7 separate regions of the Mus musculus genome follow, and regions 1, 2, 3, 4, 5 and 6 are each linked to region 7. Evidence: chromatin contacts called from public promoter capture Hi-C data. All regions are on one chromosome and are shown on one strand. The core of a region is the stretch at or near the end of the contact, and the rest is flanking DNA. Distances in the headings are between cores, read along the strand shown. Region 1 holds the start of Pdlim1 (PDZ and LIM domain 1 (elfin)). Region 2 holds the start of Erlin1 (ER lipid raft associated 1). Region 3 holds the start of Nkx2-3 (NK2 homeobox 3). Region 4 holds the start of Entpd1 (ectonucleoside triphosphate diphosphohydrolase 1). Region 5 holds the start of Cyp2c23 (cytochrome P450, family 2, subfamily c, polypeptide 23). Region 6 holds the start of Abcc2 (ATP-binding cassette, sub-family C (CFTR/MRP), member 2). Region 7 holds the start of Pi4k2a (phosphatidylinositol 4-kinase type 2 alpha).

Region 1 (2,912 bases), core at 278-2,777, 1.8 Mb after region 7:
ATGGTTGTGAGCCACCATGTGGTTGCTGGGATTTGAACTCGTGACCTTTGGAATAGGCAGTCAGTGCTCTTACCCGCTGAGCCATCTCTCCAGCCCAAGAAGGGGTTTTAAAAGTTCTAGAAAACAGGAATGACCTTGATTTCTAAAAATGAGCAATTCATTGGCCGTCACAGGCCTTTGTGTTGGGTGAGGGACAAGATGATCCTTTCATATGTAAATCTGTGCAGAGACCCGCAAAAGATTGGCCAGGACCGCGGGGGGTCGCGAGGAGCTGCACTTTTCACAAATCCATTCAACCTGTGTCCAGCTTCCCGAATGAATGGGAACCAGGAAAACCACGAGGGGGTCAGTGGTCCTAAGGTTGGCTAATGTATTACATCCATCATGAGATTATTCTAGGCGGGGAACACCGCAGTGAGCTGTTTGCAAGATAAAAACCCGTCAGGTCTTGAAACTAGCGCTTAGGAATGTGGGTAGGACAAACTAATAAGTAAACTATAGACTACACAGGGATGGGCAGAGAATTAAGGCAGTGGAAGTTAAAGGGGGTCTAGAGGGGATGTTTAAATGGCTCTCAGAAATGGCCTTAACCAGAAGATGGTATCTGCAAGAAACCCTTGAGTTATCTGGGGGAAGGATACACGTGATGGCAAAGCTCTGAGTAGGAGGCCAGTGTGGTCAAAGTTGGAGACAGATTACAGCAGATTCAAGTCGTTCTTGGAGTGGCCTTAGAGGCATTTAAAGGGTTGGATTTTTACTCAGGGTGAAGAAGCATCAGTGGACAGCATGAGTTGTGGTTTAATCTGTTTTGAGAACTTATTTTGGGGGCAGCTCACAGAAGAAACTGATAGGGAGCTTTGAACCCTGGAATTTCCATTCACCGCTTTCCCGGCATTGGTCCACCCCGGACTTCATGATGGAATTGTTGGGAACGTCAGAATTCACCTACCTTCAATTTCAACTCCAGCCAGGAGGAAAGGTTTCTAGGAACTTCGTAGAGCCTAATTATAACCCCCTGACTACCCCCCCCCCCAACCGTTATAGTCCCATTAGCATTGGAAAGCTTCCAGGGTGGCCCAAGGAGCCTGGAAAATGATTCAGTAGCAACCCCGAGTTGTTGCGTAGCCTTAGGGGTGCTTTATAATCTCGGGCAGCCTCAATGACTTTATCTCTAAAATGGGACTAGAGATAAAGCGCCTAATTGCGTCAGGTGAGATCACTTGAAAGCGCCTCTTAAACGGCTCTGCGGTTTCCAAAAGTGTAAACCGCTCTGACCTCGCTCAATCCTTTTCGACTTTTTGCAAAGCACAACGCGTGGGTTTGTAAGGTCTGCTGTAGGTGGGGACAAGGCTTAGGTCTCACCTAGCTTTCATGCCGGGTTGGGAGCAGCAAGAAGGCTGTGGGTAGGGCGGGAGGAGGTGCGGGCGGAGGTTCGGGGCTGCTGGGCGGAGTTGAAGAGCCTAACTCCCGGATTAGAGTCTGGCGAGGTCCTGCGGGCCCGCTGGGAGTGGAGGCGCGGGCCGGGCGGGGCTGCAGCGACGCGGCCGGGGCGGATCTGTCCCCGCCCTCGCTCGCGACCCCGCCCGTCCCAGGATCTCCCAACTCCCGCCGCGCGCTCTTTCTCCGACAGCTGCTCCGGGAGCCCCGCGCGCCGTGCAGTTCTGTGCCTTGCCTGTCTGTCCCTTCCGATTGTGCCTAGCGATGACCACCCAGCAGATTGTTCTCCAGGGCCCGGGTCCCTGGGGTTTCCGCCTCGTGGGCGGCAAGGACTTCGAACAACCTCTCGCCATTTCCCGGGTAAGAGCGTCTTGGGACGCGCGTGGGAACGGGGTGGTTTCGTAGGGTGGCGGCGCGCTGCGTCCCTATGGAGGTCGGGGTGACTGGAGCTCCGAGGGGATCGCGGTGGGGCGCATCCAGGTGCGCCATTCGCCGAGCGCTCTGTGCCATCTGCCACCCCGTCCCAACCGCCGCGCTCCGGGGCAAGCGGGCTCGGTGCGCGCTGAGTCAAGGCCAAAGACAGTTTTCTTTCTGCGCCCCGGAAGCGTGGCGCGGCGCGGCAAGCAGACAAGCTTTGTGCCTGGGCGTGGAGACCTGGGGCTCCGCAGACCCTGTGCGCCAAGAGTTAACACTCCTTGCTCTTCACAGTGAAAGAGTTGGGGAGAGCTAATCGGAAGCAATAGAAAGTCCTGGAAGGTGAATGGAGTACAGAAAAGTTCCCTGGAAGGCGAATGGGATTCGTTCAGCTAACAACCGAAACAACAATTTTACACTCTTCGGATATGACCCGTGGCTGGCTCTCGGTTCTGTAAAGCCTTTCACAGGAAACACTGGAGTTGGGAAATAACCCCAGATAAACCTCCGTAGTCTCTCCCTGTCTAAGGTGGTTAGATCACCTTTCTGCCCTCCAGGTTATTCGCGATAAGGCCATTTCCTTTTGGGGAAGCGCACTAACGGTGTGTGGTGGTGATGATTGAAAACTTCTTGGTTGGGTCTTATCTGTGGGAGGGCGGGTGGCTCAATCGCAGACTGCTAGACCCGTGGCCCGTAATTGAAATGCAACCCCCTGTTAGACTCAGGCTCGGTATTTGGAAGTCCACACTTTGGCTATGTGATTTGGGCCAAACACAAGGAATATGTCCCACTGAGAGTCAATACTTTAGATTTTTAGTCCTTTCATATAGGTGTGTGTGTGTGTGTGTGCGTGTGTGCGCGCGCGCGCGCGCGCGCGTGACTCCGCTGGGCCCCGGGGGTGTTACTAAATATCTTTTAATTAAGGAGATAGAAAAACCTCAGGGATGCCTGACCTAGAGGGACCACATTCCATTCTTTTGTACACTTGTCTGCTGAAGCTAACCTTAAACTTGCTCCTCCAGTCTTGTAAATGTGTCTTTTTTTTTTTTTTTTTTTTTTTT
Region 2 (3,295 bases), core at 745-3,244, 2.0 Mb before region 7:
TCTTCCTGCCTCCACTTCCCGGCTGGGATTTCAGGCATGTGCTTCCACGACCTGCTTTTTTTTGGCAGGGGAAGGGTGTTGTGATCATAAAAAGAGAAAGAGCTATAAGAATATGTTCTGGCACAATGTTGGGGAAGGGGGTGCCTCAGCGGGCCCATTGCCAAGGCATCCCCTCCCCCTGAGGGACCAGACACACACCAATATAGTATAGAATAGAGTTTATTTAGGGCACGGGGAGGGGAGTTAAGAGGGTAGTAGAGGCAGAGAATGGCAGAGAGTAGAGAAGTAGGGACAGGCCATGGCCACCTGGAGGGGGGCAGGGGAACGGGATGGGAAACAAGGAGGCAAGAGGTAAGAGAGGCAAGAGCTTAAGAGTGAGAGGAGGAGCCAAGCAGCCCCTTTTATGGGGCCACGCCTACCTGGCTGTTGCCAGGTAACTGGGGGGTGGTGGGGGAGCATATGTGGCTGCTGCCAGGAACTGTAAGAGTGGAGCTTAGACAGAATACCAACAAAGGGGACCAGAGGAGATGAAAATAGCTAAACTGTAATATTGGTCTGCAACAAACAAGGTCCCATACATTCCGTGGTAATAAAAATCAAATGCACGATACAGGTTAGTGCATGTATTGAAGGGGTGTGGCTAGATTTGCTCTTACAAAGGCCTGAATTGATTCTCTTGCCTGTCATTCTCTTTGTTACTAGCATCATACATAACCTTGTATTTGCTGTTGTATATCCGTTTCCCAGTTTCCTGTCTGTCTTCACTCTCAGCCAGTTACAGATACAATGCCCCAAAAGCACTGCTTTCTGGTATTTTCCTGCACAGGAGTTTGGTAATCCTTCCAACCTTGTTAACCTTTTCTAGTTGTCTCTGCCCTTAGTGAAATAGAATGCCCTTATTTCCCATGTGTCCCTATATCTCTAAACTCTACCCTTTCCTTTTAGTTTTTGTTTTGTAATACATGCACATGGTGTGGGTTTATTCCCTAAACCTTTTATGATTATTAATTATTGTGTGTGTTGGTGTGTGGTGTGGGGCATGGACCTTTATGTGTGGAGATCAGAGGACAACTTGTGGAGTCAGTTCTCTGCTTTTCACTTCTGTGTGAGGTCTAGGGTGAAAATGAAGTCCTCAGGAGTTCACAAACTCCTCTACCCACTGAGCTATCTCACCAGGTCCACGTGGTATAGAATGTTAAAATACAGTGAAAAAAAAAAAAGGTCGATTCCCAGCACCGATGTGGCAGTTCACAACAGCCTTTAACTCTGGTTCCACGGGATTCAATGCCCTCTTGTGACTGCTGAGGGCACCAGGCACACAGATAGTGACTGACATGCATGCAGGCCTAACAGCCATAAATGAAGTCACTGTCTTCTTGTCATACATTTTCTCTATCAGCAGAAAAATGGATCCTAGACTTTGTAAATCTGGTTCTAGCCTATCTTGCCATACAACTCCTTTCAACCTTATCGCCGTCATGAAAACTCAAGCGTTCACTACTCATTTTGGCCTACAAGACAATCCCGACCTCCACATTCAACATACATATATCATTCTGATCCTGTTTCTGGGTGGCTTTCAGAAAGCACTCTGGTGTAGCATTCTGGCACAAAATAAATATTCAGGCCAAGTCTGAATGGTTAATTCTGGTTGAATAGCTTCCTCTTCTGAACTCGAACCCCTGATTCCTTGAGACTGGTCTGGTAGTTTCCCTAGTGCAGGGTGTGTACCTGGAGAATGTGCTTGCCAGTTGGACTAGGGACGAACCACAAAAGGATGCAGGAACAACTCCTACACTGAGGGGCTGGTCCTGTGCACTAGCATGCCTCAACCAGCGTCTGTCCGAGTGACCCACCCCAGGAGACTTGGTCCTCGTCTGGGCACTTAGAATCACTACACTGTGCGCGCACCCGGGGCCAATTTTGTCCCGCCCGCGCACCGTCTCGCGAGTCGCGGGCGGGGGCTGCGTCGCCTGCGTCCCCGCGCAGCCGCAGTACCGGGCAGGTGGGCGGGGCCGGCTGTTGGCAGCAGTTGGCGGGGCCGGGTGGCGGCTGCACGTGCGGGCGGGGGCGATGCGTCACTGACCGGTGAGGCGAGGCTCGGGGGTCGCGGTCCTCCGAGTGCCTGCGATCAAGGCCGCCCTCAGTCGGGACCTAACGCTTGGGGAGTCGGGGAAGAGGTGTCACGACGTACGCCGAGCCGGGGGCACCCGCGCAGGGGGTTGGCGAGGGGAGCGCTTAGCTGAGAGAGAGAGAGAGAGAGCCCGGGGCCGGAGCGCGGGGCTTCCCGCCTCAGCCGCCCGCGACCGTACGCGGGCTCTTCCCTGGGTGGGGACTGGCCTGTCACTCAACGGACTGAGGTTCCTCTTCTCCCCATGCTCAGGAGGAACAAGGATGAATATGACTCAAGCCCGGCTTCTGGTGGCTGCAGTGGTGGGGTTGGTGGCGATCCTCCTGTACGCCTCCATCCACAAGATCGAAGAGGGACACTTGGCCGTGTACTACAGGTGAGCGCCGCCCTGTGCAGCCCGCGATGGTTCTAGAAGCACAGTGGAAGGGTCCAATGGGTCACAGCGAAGTCTGGGAAGTTGCTCTTTTCCGCGGCGTCAGGGGAGCTGCTTCCAGCCCTGCCTGGGAAGTGGTTTCATCCCAGCTGCCGGGAGTTAACCTTTGGCGGGGCACTTTTCCGTTGTCGGGGCAGTTTAGTGCCAAGTTCGTTCTGTACAGAATTGAAGACACCTTAGGGGGCACGGAAGTAGTCACTGCAACCGAGATGACTTCTCATAGTCCGCACAACTGCACAGGTGTTTAGTTTGCCGCTGTGGATTTTTTCCGGATCTCTGTCTTACATAAAGACAGTTCTCCCCAACACTAAGTTGGGTTTTTTCTTCTTCATTAAAAAATCTCCCATTGTCTGGTTATGTCCCCCAAAGTCTTCATGACCAGAGCAATGTCATATATCCCTAAAGGCCAAGAGACAAAAACCACATTTGCAGGCCACTTTTCTCACTTTTTTTTTTTCAAGTCAAGGTGAAAAAGAGTGTGGACTCAGTTGCCATCCACCTGATTTGGCATAAATCAAGTCTAACTTCCCACCAGGTCCTCGTGGTATAAGCTGGGAAGAGAAGCCAGTTTGTGGACAACTTGGGATAGTGGTTTATTCTGAAACAAGCAGATTTTTGAATATTTCCATCATGCCCCCTAAACTGGTATTTCTACTTTTAGATCAGTCCAGAATCCTAGAAAATACATACTTTTGGTGGTATGTCTTAACAGATGGAGTTCTAGCATAAGA
Region 3 (3,102 bases), core at 340-2,839, 1.5 Mb before region 7:
AATTGTTTCTCTTTGGAAATATCTAAGTGAAAGGCGTATGTGCAGCTCAAGAATTGATTTTTTTTTTAATTTTCAAAACTACTGAGAACGCGTCTGTGACAGTATCTGTATGTTACCTTACAGAGGAAAAACAGTTGGATGGACCGATTTAGACAGTTTCATGTCTGTGTTAGGCCTGGAGAATTGTTAGAGAAAAGATTTTGGTCTCAGCCAGATCAAATCTCCACTCGGAGAAGAGATTATTTGATCCTGTTTCCCTTTCAGACATTTCCTTATGGGCTTATTCAATTATCTGATTCTCCTGCCTGCCCCACCTCTGATCTGCTGAATGGCCAGAATCCCACTCAGAACTAATTCAGGAACTTTAACCATTCCACTCCGCCTGCAGTATAAGAAACAAAGCGAGCATTACGATATTTTTTTTCAGAGGCCTTCACCTCCTGGGTGTGACTTGCTGCCGTCATCTGATATGGATCGAGCTCCCACACATTGGCCACCACCTCTCCTCCTTGCAGTTCGAACGTAAGAACTGCAAGCTCCGAAGTAAGCTGGTGTCTCTCAAAGTCTTGCCCGAAAGGATGGCCCAAACACAACATTCTTGCACTGCCTTTTCGGGACAGCCGGGGTGACTGCCCTGGCCTCGCTGAATTCACCTCACGTTAGAAGAAAGACAGAAAAATGGCAGAAAACTGACCCCCCCCTTTTTTTTTGAGAAGATGGGTGTGCGAGAGAACACACACACAACGGACAAGTTACGACCCAGGCTCTGGGCCCCCGTCACTCATTACTCAAGGAACCAGGATTGCAATAATCACTTTTCCTTCCCTCGGGGACTGCTCCGGGTCCCTGCTCCGGGCAAGAGCTGTTCTCTCTTTCTCTTTTATCCCCGCCCCAGCACCATCTCAGGTACCTGTGCTTTGCAGAGCTGTCCTTGAACCTGGCATAGGCATGACCCTAGCCGAATGTGAAAGGGGCGGGTGGCCATGCAGGCACGGTTTGTGGGTTTATAGGCGCTGAGCCATTGCCCCAGGTGTGCGGACGCGTTTCCTTCCCCCTCTACTCACTTTGGCTCCGTTCGCTCACAACCTCCTCTTCTTGTTCCTTGGGCCCGCTGCAAGCGTCTCGGAGAACTGTATGGACATAGCTCTGAGGACAGAGACCCGAATCTCCATGGCCCTCGGCAGCAGCTAGTGAGTTCAAATAGGACAGTTTCTCTCCCTCTTCTTCCTCGTCCTCCTCCCCTGCATCGGAAAACTGCGTCCCTTCAGCCGTGGCCAGCATGCAGGGTGCCGAGTGGAAGTGCTGCTCCAATTCCGCCTGCAAGTGAGCTCCGTGGAAGTGCCGCTGCTGCTCCAGATTCAAAATGTCTTTGACTGAGAAAGGGGTGGAGGTGACCGGGCTTGGTAACATCATCAGGGCCACTTAATTGTCCAGTCCAAATACTCAATAAATCCCGGCGGGGGCGGGGAGGGAGTGCGGTGGCTCCAGCTCTTCTTCTGGACTCCGCGGTGGTGCGGAGTCGAGCTTTTGACAGACGCGGTCCAGTCTAAATCCCCTCCATTGGCCGGGACCTGGGGGTCTGGGTTTTGTTACAGCCACTGCAAGGACTGGGGCCGGGGCTGTGAAGCCTCTGTCCGGGGGCCCTGCGTCACGTCAAGGGGCGGGGTCGGCATCCTGGCCTCCTTCCCAATTGGTTCTTGTGTATGTGGGCCACGCCCTCTGCGTCCACCCAGTGGGATGTTGCTGCGCTACCAGAAATAGACAGGGACTAGAATAGGGTCCTGAGATCCAAGTCGCGGTGGGAAAAGCTGCAAAAAACCGGGTGTCCGAATCACCGATTCCCGCTCCACCTGGCTGCACCTTCCCGACCAGGGGCAGTTCTGAGAGGCCAGACTGCGGATTTCTAAGGAGAGGAGTGTTGTATCTGTGGAAATATGAGCGACGTGTCAAATTCCACCTCACCTTTGCTCTAGCTGTCCTCGCCACCTGGAGTGCCTTTCCCACCCTCATTTCCACAGTGGAAAGCTGTTCTCCGAGGAAAAGCTTAAATACCTCCAAGGAAACTCCGCCAGATCACCTCACCTAGAGGTCCTCTTCCTCGGAACTTGCTCAGTAATGTCACTTGTCACTCTCCCATCTAGTGCCAAAGCTGTACTTAGTGTCCGCTCGATTGTCACTTTAGATTGTGAGTCCCTGAGGGCAGGGTCCAGACCGTACTTGCCCTTGCAGCCCTCGAAGTGGCTTCAGAGAGCAGGTCTGTAGAAGACAAGACGACCGAGTTCTGTTAGTGTGCAGAGGCTCTATGCTTCGAAGCCTGGCCTGAGTCAGTATTTGGTTTTGGACGTTCTCAGTTTCCTGGTCAATATAAAGGAGCCGAATTGCCTCTTCTAGGGTTATTGTTGGAGTTTTTTTGTTTTTGTTTTTTAAAGGATAACCAGGCCGGAAGCATAGCACAGTTGTCTACTTAAAGCAAAGAGCTCAATACTTGTAACTACCCTTGTTCTTTGTGGGAGGTCAGAGCAGTGTTTGTTGCCTGCATTGATTCTGACCGGGCTGGTGTTCCACTGCACACACTGGGTGGCTCTGGTCTCAGAAGGGAGGGGACCCCCGCTGTGGCTGCAGCTCAGGCAGCCTTCTGAAGGGAATCGGGAGCCCGAGCCTAGGCCTCAACTTTCTGAAACGCCTTATTTCTCTCTTTCTGAAACCGTGGTTGTGTTCTGCAGGGAGACTAAATGCAGCCTCAGATTCAGAAAACTGCCTGATGGAGACCACCTTCTGGTATCCACCCGCCTACATACCTAGCCCCTGAGTGGTAAGGGGCACTATTGTGAGATTAAGAGCAAAAGGTGTGGGCAGCAGGCCTTGGAAAACCAAACTAGTTCCGCTTTCAACGTAGGGTTCCTCAGTAGGCCGCCCTTGCTTTTATTTATTCTCTCTCTCTCTCTCTCTCTCTCTCTCTCTCTCTCTCTCTCTCCCTCCCTCCCCCCCCCCCCGCCCCCGTAGAACCTCACAGTTTGGGAGAGACCGGCCTCAACTAGAAGGGTTCGCCGGATGGCGGCGCGGTGACCGAGGACGACGCCCTAGGAAACTTGTAGACAGGGC
Region 4 (3,019 bases), core at 438-2,937, 1.4 Mb after region 7:
GAACTCAAACAGAGGTGGGCTGACTCCAGGATAAAGAAGAAAAAAAGGTGAGCTAGGCCTCCAAGATGGAGGAAAGTGCCTTGCTGCTGACTGAGCAGGAGGAAAGACCAGGTCCCTGGGGAACTGAAAGTAGCTTGGTGAGTACTAGCTGGGGGGTGGGGACACATGTTCAGAAGAGAAACCAGAAGTAGAAGAACTCTAGTTAGATGTAAGACTTTTTGACACCTAGACAGACGTTTGATTCATAGGCTCTAACCCCTCCAAGCCTCAGACCCTCTCTTTCGTAAAAGACCATACAGAATAACAATGTCTGCCTCTCTCCCAGAAGGAATGACCATTAACACCAACTGAGATTGGTGGTGTAGACTTCACGAAAAAATACAAGTTCCTGCATAGACTAGATTTCATCTCCTCCCCACGAGCTTCAGAGACCCACAAGTCTAGCATCCAGTGGTCCAAGCTTCCGTCTTCCTAAGTAGCCTTGCCTGCGTCTACAGTTGCCACTTCCTAATTACAGGATCCCAAGGTGAGTTCTGCTCTTAGTTCCAGCACTGAATCCTCCAGGAAGTGGAGGTGATAGGGACAACACTTACCTTATATGGCTGATGAGAGGGAAGCTGAGCGGCACGTATGGGGAAAGGAGCACAGGTCCCAGCACACAGTAAATAAAACCTTAGGAAGCCCACACAGCTTTGGTCTGCTCTACGTGGGAAGAAATCTGTTTGCTAGTTCTCTAGTCCCTCTGCATCCTACGTGATAGAAATCTGTGAGCCTGTGAGAAGCTGGCGGTGCGATGAAGTAGGTTCGCGACCCTACATTCCCCCTTTGTTCCTGGCTCCCAAGGACTGGCAAGCAGCTAGCTCTCGGTCCTGGCAGAAAATGCCCAAAAGAGGTAAAAGGCAGAGACTGCACACCATTTGTGCAAACCAGTCTGCCCTTGCAGTTTCGTAGGCAAAAATCTAACATGGTCAGTTCGATCTGACCTGCTCTTTTAAGAGAACTCTTCCTTTCTTCCCTCCACCCCTTTCTCCCTCTCAGGGACAAGCACACTCCCCCACACAGCTTACAGCATTTTTACAACACGCACTCTGGGGTCCTGTTGTGACAGCCTCTTGCCACATTAACTTGCCTGTCCAACTCCCAGCAGAGAAGGAGCGAGAGTCTTTGCTAATGTCCCAGCAGGAAATTCGAACAAAACAAATCTACACGCAGAACCCAACATCTGCAAGCCAGGGACCCAAACCGACACTAGATGACTCCAGACCGTAGATGAAGCAGCTGCCTCTTTAGGTACAGAGGACTGGAAAAACAGTCACTTGCCGCTTAAAAAAACCACATCTGCATACCAATTAATTATGAATATTCATCGACTTCAGCCTACTCCAGGGCACTACAACCCTGAGCTCTGTCTGTTTCCCAAAGCTTTTTCTGCCTCGCTCAGGAGACAGGGAGAGTTCATTCAGGCTCTTTGCCTTTGGTTCTTTCAAGTACTCTCTTTGGGTCTGGGCTTTTTTTTTCCCCCTGAAGGGTTTGGATCAAATCAGTTCTGGTCTTACCCTTTATATCTTCCATAAGGGGCAGCTTTTTGTTTCCTTCCTCTTCCCTCGTCTGTCTTGGGTGTTTTTTGTTTTTGCTGTCTCTGCTTGCTGTGGTGGCTTTCTGCGAGAGAGGTACTCACGGTTCAGAGATATAACAGACCCTAGGGCTTGTGGGAGGGGCTAAATTAGCCAGCCCGGTTTCGGAAGGAACCTCAAGCCCGATGTCTTTTTCATTGACTAGAAATACAGATTGGGAGAGGAGCCGGCCAGCTCATTTCCCCTAGTTACTCGAAAGCTCACCGGGTTGTAATTTCTTTTTTCTAGGCTTGACGTAGTATGTGTTCAAAACTCACTCTCTCCTTCCCCTTCCTTCCTCTTTTCCTCCGTTATAGATCTCTCACCCCCTCTGTTACAGAAAATCTACTTTTATCCCTTGAAAAAGACATTTCTACTACTACCAAAAAAAAAAAAAAAAAAAAAAAAGAAGAAAAGAAAAGAAAAGAGAAAGAAAAAAGAGGAAAAAGCTCCAAGCCTTGCAACTATAATGTTGGTAGCCTTGAGACTCAACACCTGTGAGAGGAAGAGCTGCTCTTCCTACCACATAGAGCTGACCCCTTCCCAGTCCCTGATGAGCAATCACTCCTCAGTCTCATTGGAGAAGAATGCAGGCACTGGGGGAAGCTGCAGGCAAAGCCACACAGTTGTCCGGAAAGCCTTATGGGACCACTGAGCAAATTGCTCACTGGGTACCTCTTGCCAGCTGTGAAATGACAAACGTCATCCACTTTTCTCCAGCTTTGACTTCCTACCTCCAAAGCCCTAGGTACAGGGGTAGCCACGCCCAGGCTTCCGTAAGGTGACCCAAATGCAGGTGAAGTGTGAACTTGTTTTGAAATGAAGAGGTCTGAAGTGTGGGCTGGCCCTCAGGGAGGACGGTGTAAGTCCTCAGATCCCAAAGCCACTTGGACAGCTTCTCCTTAAAAAGCTGCTTGTAATCTTAGTTGTGAGGTTTGAAAGAGACCTGCGGAGTCCCATCAACCCAAGATGACAGCAAGAAAAACGAAGCCACCTGCCCCTATTTGCATGCTACAAGGCATGGAGACGACCCCTCCTGTTTACCACCTCACTTCCAACGACAGATTCTTCCACAGTGCTCACACACAGTACTCAGTAAACCCCAAGTGAGTTCATGAATGAACAGCCAGCCACATTGCCCGACTATAGATCCAGCCTTCTGATTCCTAGTTCATGGAGGTTTTGTCGTTATTTGTTTGTTTGTTTTTCTGTATTTCCTTTATAGCAGAGAATTCGTGTCTGGAGCTAATTTTACCGTTAGACATAGTTCTTCCCCAAATCATTTATTTAGTGACCACTTAAGGTTGCTTTGAAGGAAATGTGTTCTCTGCTACACTTTCGTGTATTTGTAAAGGGGCGGGGCTCAGTTTTCAGTTTAGATGTCTGCTCCCTTGCACAATGCAGTG
Region 5 (3,125 bases), core at 427-2,926, 1.9 Mb before region 7:
ATGGATTCACCTGTCACAATAAAACACAAAGCCAAGATAAGCTTGTCAACTGAAAGCAAGTGACAACCTGCTGTGGGCAATACAGAACTGGAAATGACAACCTACTGTGGGCAATACAGATCTGGAAATGACTGACAACCTACTGTGGGCAATATAGAACAGGCGCTGAGGTGACCACAAGCCAAGATGAAGCCATTCAACTAAGAATTCTAGTGCTACACACACTTACCTTTTATTTCTACAGTTATTTTTAGATTTTTTTTTAATCAGTAAATTTGACCACCCACTCAAAAAACAACCAGAAGGTTTATTATTTTAAAGAACTAAGCATAGGGTGATACATTCTTATAATCTCAATGCTCCAGACTCTACAATTGAGGGTGAGTTCAAGGCCAACCTGACCTCAACAGAGATTGATCACTTTAGATACAAATAAAAACAAGATAACTTCTTAACCATCGACACTTTTTTTATATAGTGTTGTAAAATTTACCAGAGCATAAATTTTACCATTTTAGCCTGGTGTGATGGCATGGACCTGGGTGTGGTCTCAGTGTTCAGGAGTCTAAGGCAGGAGAATCACTGCAAGTTCAAACAGCCAGGTCCACATAGCAAAACCTCATCTAAAGGATGAAAGCCACTTTGCCGTGTTTAACCCAGTGGCATTAGATACACGCACTGTGCTGTGTATGACCGCTAATGTTATCAATGTTTTCAGAAGCTTTCCAACTTCTCAAACAGAAACTCTGTACCTGTGATACAATAGCCTCCCCTCCCCCCTCCTCCCAACCTCTCTTATCCACTCCCTGAGTATATTAATTTGCCCATTCGAGATACCCCATATGAGTGGAATCTTGTATCTTGCTCTTTCACCTGGCATAGAGTTTTCACGCTTCCTCTACCTTGTAGTGCATGTCAGAATTCCATCCTTTCTTAAGGATGGACGCCATATACCATGTTTCGTTCAATTACTTGTTGATGGACACAAAAGGTTGAACTGATGAGAGACCTGGTTCTCCAAGGAAAACTCTCCTAAACCATCTCAGAGCACGCAACCTAGCTTCTTATTTCTAGTCTGTAAATGTAATTATTTCAATGGTCTTAGAAACCTATGAAATACCAAGCACAGCTTTGTATGTAGTGAGCTCGCAGGGCTGAGAAGGTCGGACAGTAGCGAGAAAATACAAGAGCTAGGGAGATGACTCAAGGCGGAAGCATTCCCTGCACAAGCGTGACCTGAGTTCGAATCCCCACATCTATATAAAGCTGGGTGTGGTGGTGTGCATCTGTGATCCTGGTGCTCGGGTGACAAGATGGGAGGTGGGGGGCAGAAGAATCACAAGTTTGACTGCCAGATTGCTTAGCAATACAAAGGCAAACAATAAAGAATGTATCTCAAGGTGGGGAGCGAGAACCAACATCCAAGATTGTCCTTTGACCTACATAATAATGTGCGCATGCGTCTGTGAGCATGTGCACATACATCATATACATACAGAAAAAAAGAAGAAAATTATGGATTTCTGAGTACAAGGAAAAGCAGCAGCCCTCTTGATCTCAGGCTCCAGCAAACAAACTCAACCCCATTCTGTTTTTTTGGGTTTTTTTTGTTTTTTTTTCCCCAAGTCCAAAACTCTGAGCAGCCTTTGCCCAGGCAGGGAACGCCCACCTACCGATTATTGGGGCTTAAGCTTTGCTCACAACAGGCAGCTTCAGTTAACATCCCGGGGCTGACATGGAGCTGCTGGGTCTCCCTACGCTTGCTCTCCTGGTTTTGGTGATGTCCCTCAGCCTCCTTTCAGTGTGGACAAAAATGCGCACTGGGGGGAGACTGCCCCCTGGCCCCACTCCACTTCCCATTATTGGGAATATACTGCAATTGGACCTCAAAGACATCCCTGCATCGCTTTCCAAGGTAAGGGGCTCTCGTCCTCGGGGGGGGGGGGGGGGGGGGGGTTGCTTCCAGGTTAGGTAGGCACTCATCTCTTGGTCCTGCTCAGACCACATGGGGTACTGGCTATCCCACTGCCTGCTTAGATCTGTTTATATTGTAGGCTCTTTGGGGTGCCCTTTTTGGTATTGCAGAAATGTAAATAATTCTTATCCTTCGAGAGCCGGATCACTTCAGAGCAAATAGTGAGAGGCCTCGGCCTACTCGGAGATGTTAGTTTGGCTCCTAAATAAGAAGTTTCTGGGATCAGAACGTTTGTAGGGTTTTTGGGTTTTTTTGTTTTGTTTTGTTTTGTTTTGTTTTGGTTTGGTTTGGTTTGGTTTGGTTTGGTTTGGTTTGGTTTGGTTTGGTTTGGTTTTTTTTGGGGGGGGTGGTTTTTTTGTTTGTTTTTTGTTTTGTTCTTTTGTTTGTCTTTTGTTTTTTTCGAGACAGAGTTTCTCTTTATAGCCCTGGCTGTCCTGGAACTCACTCTGTAGACCAGGCTGGCCTTGAACTGTAGAAATCTGCCTGCTTCTGCCTCCAAAGTGCCGGGATTAAAAGCGTGCACCACCACTGCCTGGCCAGAAAGTATTTTAAATGAAAGGCTGGTTCCATTAATATATATCACCAAAAAGCAAGCTCCACAAACGTAAAAGTATACATTAGTGTTTTATACTAAATTATCTGTGGGAAACTGTGATTCTCCTTCTAAGGAGGACCTCTCCCCTCCCTACACTCTCCTGTAACAGCACAGCTCGGCTGCTCCTGCTATAGTGGGAGTGGTAATATCTCTGTAAGTTCACTGTGTGAAAACACAGTCTTCAAGATGGAGAAACTGTATAAAAATTTCTCTGATTATAAATCTTTGAACTAAATAATTTATTAGATGAACAAATTAGTCCATATTTTCTGACAAGATGTCTCTCTGATCCTGAGACTATTAAAGCAAACAGCAGACAATCCCCTCCTTGACAAGCATATTTTGCCGGGCGTGGTGGTGCACGCCTTTAGTCCCAGCACTCGGGTGGCAGAGGCAGGTGGATTTCTGAGTTCGAGGCCAGCCTGGTCTACAGAGTGAGTTCCAGGACAGCCAGGGCTACCAGAGAAACCCTGTCTTGAAAACAAACAAAAAACAAACAAAAAAACAAAAAAAAAAAACAAAAAAAAAAAACCAAAACAAGAAAGCATATTTTAA
Region 6 (3,003 bases), core at 114-2,613, 1.7 Mb before region 7:
ATAACAATGCACTGTTGGGCAAAAAACATGTTTTAAACAAGAGTTTCATGTAATAAAGAGTCCTTGGAGACGGAGTTGTGTGGACGTAGCAGTTCCTGTATCAGGATCAGACAAAGGTAGATTTTCTTTTTCCATAGATACTTTTAAACAGATCTGTGGGTACTGGTGCTCTAAAGGAAAGGTCAAAGTATCAGACAAGATGATTTGTAGAATTCTAAAAAGAAATTTTCTCTCTGTGTGTGTCTCTCTGTCTGTATCTCTCTGTCTCTATCTCTGTATGTCTCTGTCTCTCTCTTTGTCTCTCTGTGTCTCTGTCTGTCTCTCTCTCCCTCTCTGTTTGTCTCTTTGTCTCTGTCCCTCTCTGTTTCTGTCTCTGTGTCTCTGTCTGTCTGTCTCTCTCTGTGTCTGTCTCCCTCTCTGTCTCTGTTTGTCTCTGTTTGTCTCTGTTTCTTCTTCTTCTTCTTCTTCTTCTTCTTCTTCTTCTTCTTCTTCTTCTTCTTCTTCTTCTTCTTCTTCTTCTCTCTCCTCTCTCTCTCTCTCTTCTCTCTTCTCTCTCTCTCTCTCTCTCTCTCTCTCTCTCTCTCTCTCTCTGTGTGTGTAACAGCCTTGGTTGTCCTAGAATTTGCCTGGTAGACCAAGTTGGTCTTAAACACACAGGGACCTGTCTGCTTCTGTCTCCCAAGTGTTGGGATTAAAGGTGTGTGCCATCATGCCCACCATACCTGACCTTCAAAGGGGATTCTCAAGAGATGATTAGCTACCTTTTAATAGTTTTCATGTCTTGGCCATGAAGGCTTGGGGGCTTAAGTTCTTCCTAACACATTAAGGACTATCTAATGTCTTCCCTGCTCCTCTCAACATTATGGAATTTCACTAATTACATCAGTACATCACCCAAAAGCTCAGACATTTGCCTTCTCTTTTCCTCCTACCCTACAACAATTCCCTTCCTAGGACTGAAGAAAGTGCATTTTTCTTTATTTCTCTGATAAGAGGCTCTTCTGCAGCTAGTCCGAGAAAATCATCTGCAGTGCACTAAGAAAATGCTAAAGAAAAAAAAAAAAAAAAAGGAATGCCTTTCCCACGTGTTATAATCATGTGGCTAAATTAAAATTTCTTTTTCTTAAAAAACAGAACTTTAGGCCAAATAAACCTCTAAATTTACCGGTTCATACCGATAGCCATGCTTGCCTGAGTTTGAGAAGAGGAAACCATGAGAATCAATGTAATTTCTCACCCAAAAAGTAGAGTTGCAGAATTCGTCCATCGTGATTTCCAGGGCACTTCTGTTACGATGACTTTCTATGATTGTCTTGTTTCTTCTTTACCATCTGCCTCAAGGGAAGCAGATGTTAAGGAGCAATGTGCTTTTCCCATCCTCACTGCCCAATTAAAGGCAAGTCTCCTGACCTTTCATCCTGACAACTTAATAGTTAACTTTGCTAGATGAATGCTATGTCATCCCAGTGAGCAGACATGTGACTGGGAATCACCAGATACTGGGAGGCTTATCACTTCTCCAAAGCCCTGCCCCTGTAGTGTGACCAAATCTAGAAAGAACCAATCAGAGACATTAATGCAGTTGGCAGGTCGGAAGTCCAGTACACAACCTATGCATCCCTGCATGTGGGGTTTTACTTCAGTTTGAACTCGGTTAAGAGTTCACAGAGATGTTAAATACCCATACCTCTGATTGTTGTTTTGTCTGGTTTGAGACCAGGTTTCTCTGTGTGGCACTCGCTGTCCTGGATCTCACTCTATAGACCATGGTGGCCTCAAACTCACAGATATCCACCCAAGTCCTGGGATTAAAGGCATGCATCACCATGCCTGGCTCCTCTGAGTTTTTTGATTAAGAACTTATGATAAACATAAAACACGGTTTAAAGTAATATAAACTTTGTTTGAAAAAGTCAAGTTATATCAAAGAGCGAAAGCATTGTGGATCAATGAACATAATTTGAGCAATAAAATGTTAGTCTTATTGGCAGGATTAGGTAGGGTTTTTTTTTTTGGTTGTTGCTTTTTGTTTGTTTGTTTGTTTGTTTGTTTGTTTTTTTCAAGACAGGGTTTCTCTGTATAGCCCTGGCTGTCCTGGAACTCACTCTGTAGACCAGGCTGGCCTCGAACTCAGAAATCTGCCTGCCTCTGCCTCCCGAGTGCTGGGAAAGGCGTGTGCCACCACCGCCTGGCTCTTTTTATTTTCTATTGTATCTTTGTTTTTCCATAATTATCAAGTATTATTTGTGTAGTAGCATTTAAAGGTGCATAACATAAAATATATCATCTTGATGAGTTCTAAGTATATAATTCAGCAGTGCTAAGTGGACTTATATTGTTAACCAATTTCTAGAACTTTTTATCTTGCAAAACTGAAATTTTATGCCAATTGCGCATAGCCTCTCTCCCTCCAGTTAAGACATGCTGTTTTGTTGGTAATAGAAACAATTCATATATTCTTTACTTATCTTGGGTTTTTTTTTTTTTTTTGGTTTTGTTTTGTTTTCTTTTGGGGACACAATCTCAATGTGGAACCCTGGAACTCATTTTGTAGGTCAGGCTGGGCTGGAACTCACGGAGATCTGCCTGCCTGTGTCTTCTGAGCACCACCACACCTGACTTATATTCTTGTTTATTCAAATAAGACATTATAAATGAGTTTTGCTATTCAGCTTCAGAATTAAACTTGTGTTTGTGTTGATTGCAAAACCAGTTGCAAAAAAACATAATCCTTCAGTCTGTGATGTTTGCCATGTCAGCAGGCATGTCTTCACTCAGGATGTTCTAATTAAAAGGAGATCTGAAGATATTCAGCGCATCACATTTTCACTTTCTGCTAGCGAAATATAACATAAAAAAATAGAAACATATTTATTTTTCTAAACTGAGGGATTTGCTACATTTGTCACAGTCCTAAGCCAGAAAAAAACCAGTGGTACTCCCCAGAGGCATTTAAACTCAGTAGATACTTTCATAACTGATGGTTCCATTGAGGCGAGAGCA
Region 7 (3,109 bases), core at 273-2,772:
GACAACTAGGGCTACAGAGAGAAACGGTGTGTGTGTGGGGGGGGGGGGGGCGATATATGGAGAGGGAAGGGAGGGAATTTTGATACAACTTTAACACCCATAATTTTAATACATATAAAAATAGTAAATTTTTAAAATGAACCATTTGGCACATCTGACAACATCAACAAGAAAGAGCTGACATATCTTGACCTACTAATCCTCTAATAGCTCTGGTCTGATCTGTGTCCAAAGTTTTAAATTCTTATGAAGTCTCAAATGGATAAAGGTCACTTCTTCGCTGCCTCAGTCACCTCATGCCCCACATTATCCTGCTTCCACACCCCCCCAGTACAAAAGCAGGCGACAGAATTAAGGTCAGCAAAACTGCCCTAGCTAAGTAAACTGCTAATATAGAACTGAAGGAAAAATTAAAGGGCAGGAGACAGTTTCGTGTTTTTAAAGCTCCACACTCTGACACTGAGGAACCATAAGCAACGATATGAACCTTTTCCCAGAAGTGAGCAATAATCAGGACAGATGACACTGACGAATCCACCCACGCTGTCACCAATGACTGCTAATAAGAAACCTGGGATCCCTACAAAGACAGCCCCACAACACAAGAGGGAATTAAATCCTCTGAGTCCGTGATGGGTCGACACACAGCTTTGGGCCAAACTAAAATAAATAAATAAAAGGTGAAAGAGAATAGGTCTAAAACCCTGAATCTGGAGGCAATGACTAGCTACTTGTCCCAGTAGTTTGAAGCTAAGGGACCGACTGGAAAGCAGCTTGGGTCAGGACTTTTCTGCCCCGTATCTGGTCAATTTCCTCTTTTCTCTTTTCGCTCACGCCTTCCCCTGCAAAAAGGTTCTGATTGATTTCTTCATCCCGCGAGGTTTCTCCACTTCCAGTCCCCAGAAGCATCCCCAATCTCGCCGGGGGCTGGCGCTGAAGTTTCTTTTCTGCACCCTTTCGATTCCCCCTTTCCCCGGTCCCAGGGCGCCGCCCCCGCTGCGCCCGCACCCCCGCGCTCACCCCCTGAGAGTCCTTGACGAAGTAGCTTCCACTGGAGCCCTGGTAGATGCGCTCGGGATAGATGCTGCACTCGATGGCAACCTCGGCCTGCCGCACCACCACCTCGAACTCGGGGTCCTCCGGGAAGTCGTTCCGCTCGCGGTGGGTCTGAACGGCGTGCGCCGCCACGGCCGCTTGGGCGGCCAGGGCCTGGGCCTGCACCGCCACCGTGTGGGTCTGGCCCTGCGCCGCCGCGCCCCGGGCCCGGTCCAGCAGGGGCTGCCGCTCCCGGTCGTGGCCGGGCGAGCACGGCGGTGACGGGCCGGAGCCGGCCGCCGCCGCCACGCGGACCGCGCCCCCCGGTACTTGCGGAAAGTGAGCTCCGGAGCCCGACGGGAAGGTGTACTCCGGGGGTTGGGCCCGCTCGGGGGACACTAGCGGGCTCGTCTCGTCCATCCCTCAGGCCGCCGGCTCGGGGACCCGGCGCGCTCCACACCAGCGAGCTCGCGGCCGTGACCAATCCGCGGCACTCCCCCACCTCCCGCTTGGCCAACCAGGGAGCCGCGCCTCCGTAGCTCCGCCCCTAGCCTGTCCTGTTTACTTGGCGACGCGTAGGCACGGCCCCTCGCGCTTGTGTAGTGGCCAATCAGAACCTGCGCCTACGCAATCGCGGCCTCCTTAGCTTTCGCGTCACCTTCTGTGGAGACCGCGCATGCTCGAGACAAACCCGGGTTAGGTACGCCCTCTGCCCTTAGCCCGCCCCAGCTTCCAATTGGCAGACAGATCTTCGGAAGCTTTTCCGATAGCTGCTTCCTTGCTAACTTATTGACTGGCTACGCTGAGCTGACTGTGAAACTGCAAAATGTCATTTTTGTGTCACTAAGCACCAGCTATGGACAAAGAATTGAAACGACAACAATGACATAGGTCACTTGTGCTATCGCAATAAGTTAAAAAAAAAAAATCCTAGTACCTCAGCCGGGCGGATGCCTTTAAACCTTTAAACCTTGCACTTGGAAGTCAGAGGCAGGTAGATCTGTTTCTTTGAGTTTGCGGCCATAGTGAGTTCCAGGACGGCCAAGATTACACAGAGAAACCCTGTCTCGAAAAACCAAAAGTAAATAATAAATGTCAGTCTTCATGCAGTTTACATAGTATGCTTTGCTCATATACTATGTAAATCTGATCATTGAGGAAAGCTTTGGTCCCTTGAGAATAAATTAGTCCGTGACTTTATTCACCTGAATGTCTAGACACAGTTGGTCCTCGTTTTCATTAATAAAAGGAAGAAGCTTTGTCCTCACTCTGTATAAGCACCACCGGAGACAGATATAAAGCTAACAATATTAGCTGAAAGTTCGCAATAGTTCATAGACTTGAGAACGTGAGAAAAGGCCGTATACAGGGTCTGTACCAAGAGCCAGCTGCTAAAGGAAGTAGCTGAATTGCAAGGGGAGAAGGGAAGAAAAGGCATACCATGCACAGGGAGCATTGCCAAAGTGAAGGAGGAAGAAGGCTAAAGCCTATTTAGGACACCCTGCTTGGCTGAGGAAAAGCAGAGCTAAACACTAAAGGCCTAGTGAGCCAGCAGAGGGCACGTGACATCCGGAAGCTTCAGAGGGCAGAGCTTGCAGGAGTGCAATGTAGAGCGCATCCACTCTAAACCTAGAGACAGAACAGAGGCTGCAGGCATGGAGGAACAGCTAAGGCACTTGCTGCTCTTACACCGGAACCGGAACCGGAACCGGAACCGGAACCAGTTCCCAGCACTCATATCAGGTGGGCCACAAAAACCTCTAAGCCTTGCTCTAGGGAATCTGACACCCTCCTTTAAGCCTTTTCAGGTACCTTCACACGGACAGGCACAGAAGAGAGAGTGACAGAGAGAGAGAGAGAGAGAGAGAGAGAAGAGAGAGAGAGAGAGAGAGAGAGAGAGAGAGAGAAACAGACAGATTCAGAAGAATAGAGAAAATGATAATAATAATAATAATAATAATAATAATAATAATAATAATAATAATAATAAGGAGGGACTGGAGCGATGACTCAGTAGGTAAGAGCATAGCACCCACATGACAGTTGTCTATGTAACTCAAGCTCCAGTGAATTT

What was found. Promoter capture Hi-C pulls out the DNA fragments that hold promoters and counts their contacts. Capture Hi-C pulls out chosen DNA fragments and counts their contacts.
Region 1: a promoter capture Hi-C map of pre-B cells shows a contact between it and region 7, with 2.7 times the contacts expected there. The contact joins the promoter of Pdlim1 here to the promoter of Pi4k2a in region 7. A contact is called at or near these places in 1 of 39 promoter capture datasets (pre-B cells) and 1 of 115 datasets of contacts at active chromatin or transcription factors (pancreatic cancer cells).
Region 2: a contact with region 7 is called in a promoter capture Hi-C map of adipose tissue, with 2.3 times the contacts expected there. The contact joins the promoter of Erlin1 here to the promoter of Pi4k2a in region 7. A contact is called at or near these places in 3 of 39 promoter capture datasets (embryonic stem cells, hippocampal neurons and pre-B cells), 1 of 115 datasets of contacts at active chromatin or transcription factors (astrocytes) and 1 of 9 other capture datasets (adipose tissue).
Region 3: a contact with region 7 is called in a promoter capture Hi-C map of liver, with 2.0 times the contacts expected there. The contact joins the promoter of Nkx2-3 here to the promoter of Pi4k2a in region 7. A contact is called at or near these places in 4 of 39 promoter capture datasets (hematopoietic stem and progenitor cells, liver and stem cell-derived epiblast-like cells), 1 of 484 Hi-C or Micro-C datasets (embryonic stem cells) and 1 of 115 datasets of contacts at active chromatin or transcription factors (pancreatic cancer cells).
Region 4: a contact with region 7 is called in a promoter capture Hi-C map of pre-B cells, with 3 times the contacts expected there. The contact joins the promoter of Entpd1 here to the promoter of Pi4k2a in region 7. A contact is called at or near these places in 1 of 39 promoter capture datasets (pre-B cells), 1 of 115 datasets of contacts at active chromatin or transcription factors (large pre-B cells) and 1 of 9 other capture datasets (liver).
Region 5: a contact with region 7 is called in a promoter capture Hi-C map of liver, with 3 times the contacts expected there. The contact joins the promoter of Cyp2c23 here to the promoter of Pi4k2a in region 7. A contact is called at or near these places in 1 of 39 promoter capture datasets (liver) and 1 of 9 other capture datasets (liver).
Region 6: a promoter capture Hi-C map of liver shows a contact between it and region 7, with 4 times the contacts expected there. The contact joins the promoter of Abcc2 here to the promoter of Pi4k2a in region 7. A contact is called at or near these places in 6 of 39 promoter capture datasets (the C10 cell line, frontonasal cranial neural crest, hippocampal neurons and 2 more).

What each region holds. Positions count from the first base shown.
Region 1 is chr19:40,270,231-40,273,142 of GRCm38.p6, reverse strand. It overlaps Pdlim1 (PDZ and LIM domain 1 (elfin)), which reads left to right and starts at 1,527. Exons shown (of 7, transcript NM_016861.4): 1 at 1,527-1,797. The coding sequence starts at 1,702. Gm41845 (a long non-coding RNA gene) reads right to left here and starts at 1,577. Exons shown (of 3, transcript XR_877853.2): 1 at 1,363-1,577.
Region 2 is chr19:44,068,484-44,071,778 of GRCm38.p6, reverse strand. It overlaps Erlin1 (ER lipid raft associated 1), which reads left to right and starts at 1,994. Exons shown (of 12, transcript NM_001164360.1): 1 at 1,994-2,088; 2 at 2,384-2,507. The coding sequence starts at 2,395.
Region 3 is chr19:43,610,812-43,613,913 of GRCm38.p6, reverse strand. Nkx2-3 (NK2 homeobox 3) reads right to left here and starts at 1,589. Exons shown (of 2, transcript NM_008699.2): 1 at 1,065-1,589. The coding sequence starts at 1,413. Gm20467 (a long non-coding RNA gene) reads left to right here and starts at 1,858. Exons shown (of 4, transcript XR_001782682.2): 1 at 1,858-2,112; 2 at 2,724-2,812; 3 at 3,004-3,102.
Region 4 is chr19:40,658,438-40,661,456 of GRCm38.p6, reverse strand. It overlaps Entpd1 (ectonucleoside triphosphate diphosphohydrolase 1), which reads right to left and starts at 1,687. Exons shown (of 10, transcript NM_009848.4): 1 at 1,557-1,687. The coding sequence starts at 1,572.
Region 5 is chr19:44,027,798-44,030,922 of GRCm38.p6, reverse strand. It overlaps Cyp2c23 (cytochrome P450, family 2, subfamily c, polypeptide 23), which reads left to right and starts at 1,676. Exons shown (of 9, transcript NM_001001446.3): 1 at 1,676-1,915. The coding sequence starts at 1,736.
Region 6 is chr19:43,780,668-43,783,670 of GRCm38.p6, reverse strand. Abcc2 (ATP-binding cassette, sub-family C (CFTR/MRP), member 2) reads right to left here and starts at 1,363. Exons shown (of 32, transcript NM_013806.2): 1 at 1,238-1,363. The coding sequence starts at 1,267.
Region 7 is chr19:42,088,848-42,091,956 of GRCm38.p6, reverse strand. It overlaps Pi4k2a (phosphatidylinositol 4-kinase type 2 alpha), which reads right to left and starts at 1,522. Exons shown (of 9, transcript NM_145501.2): 1 at 1,021-1,522. The coding sequence starts at 1,455.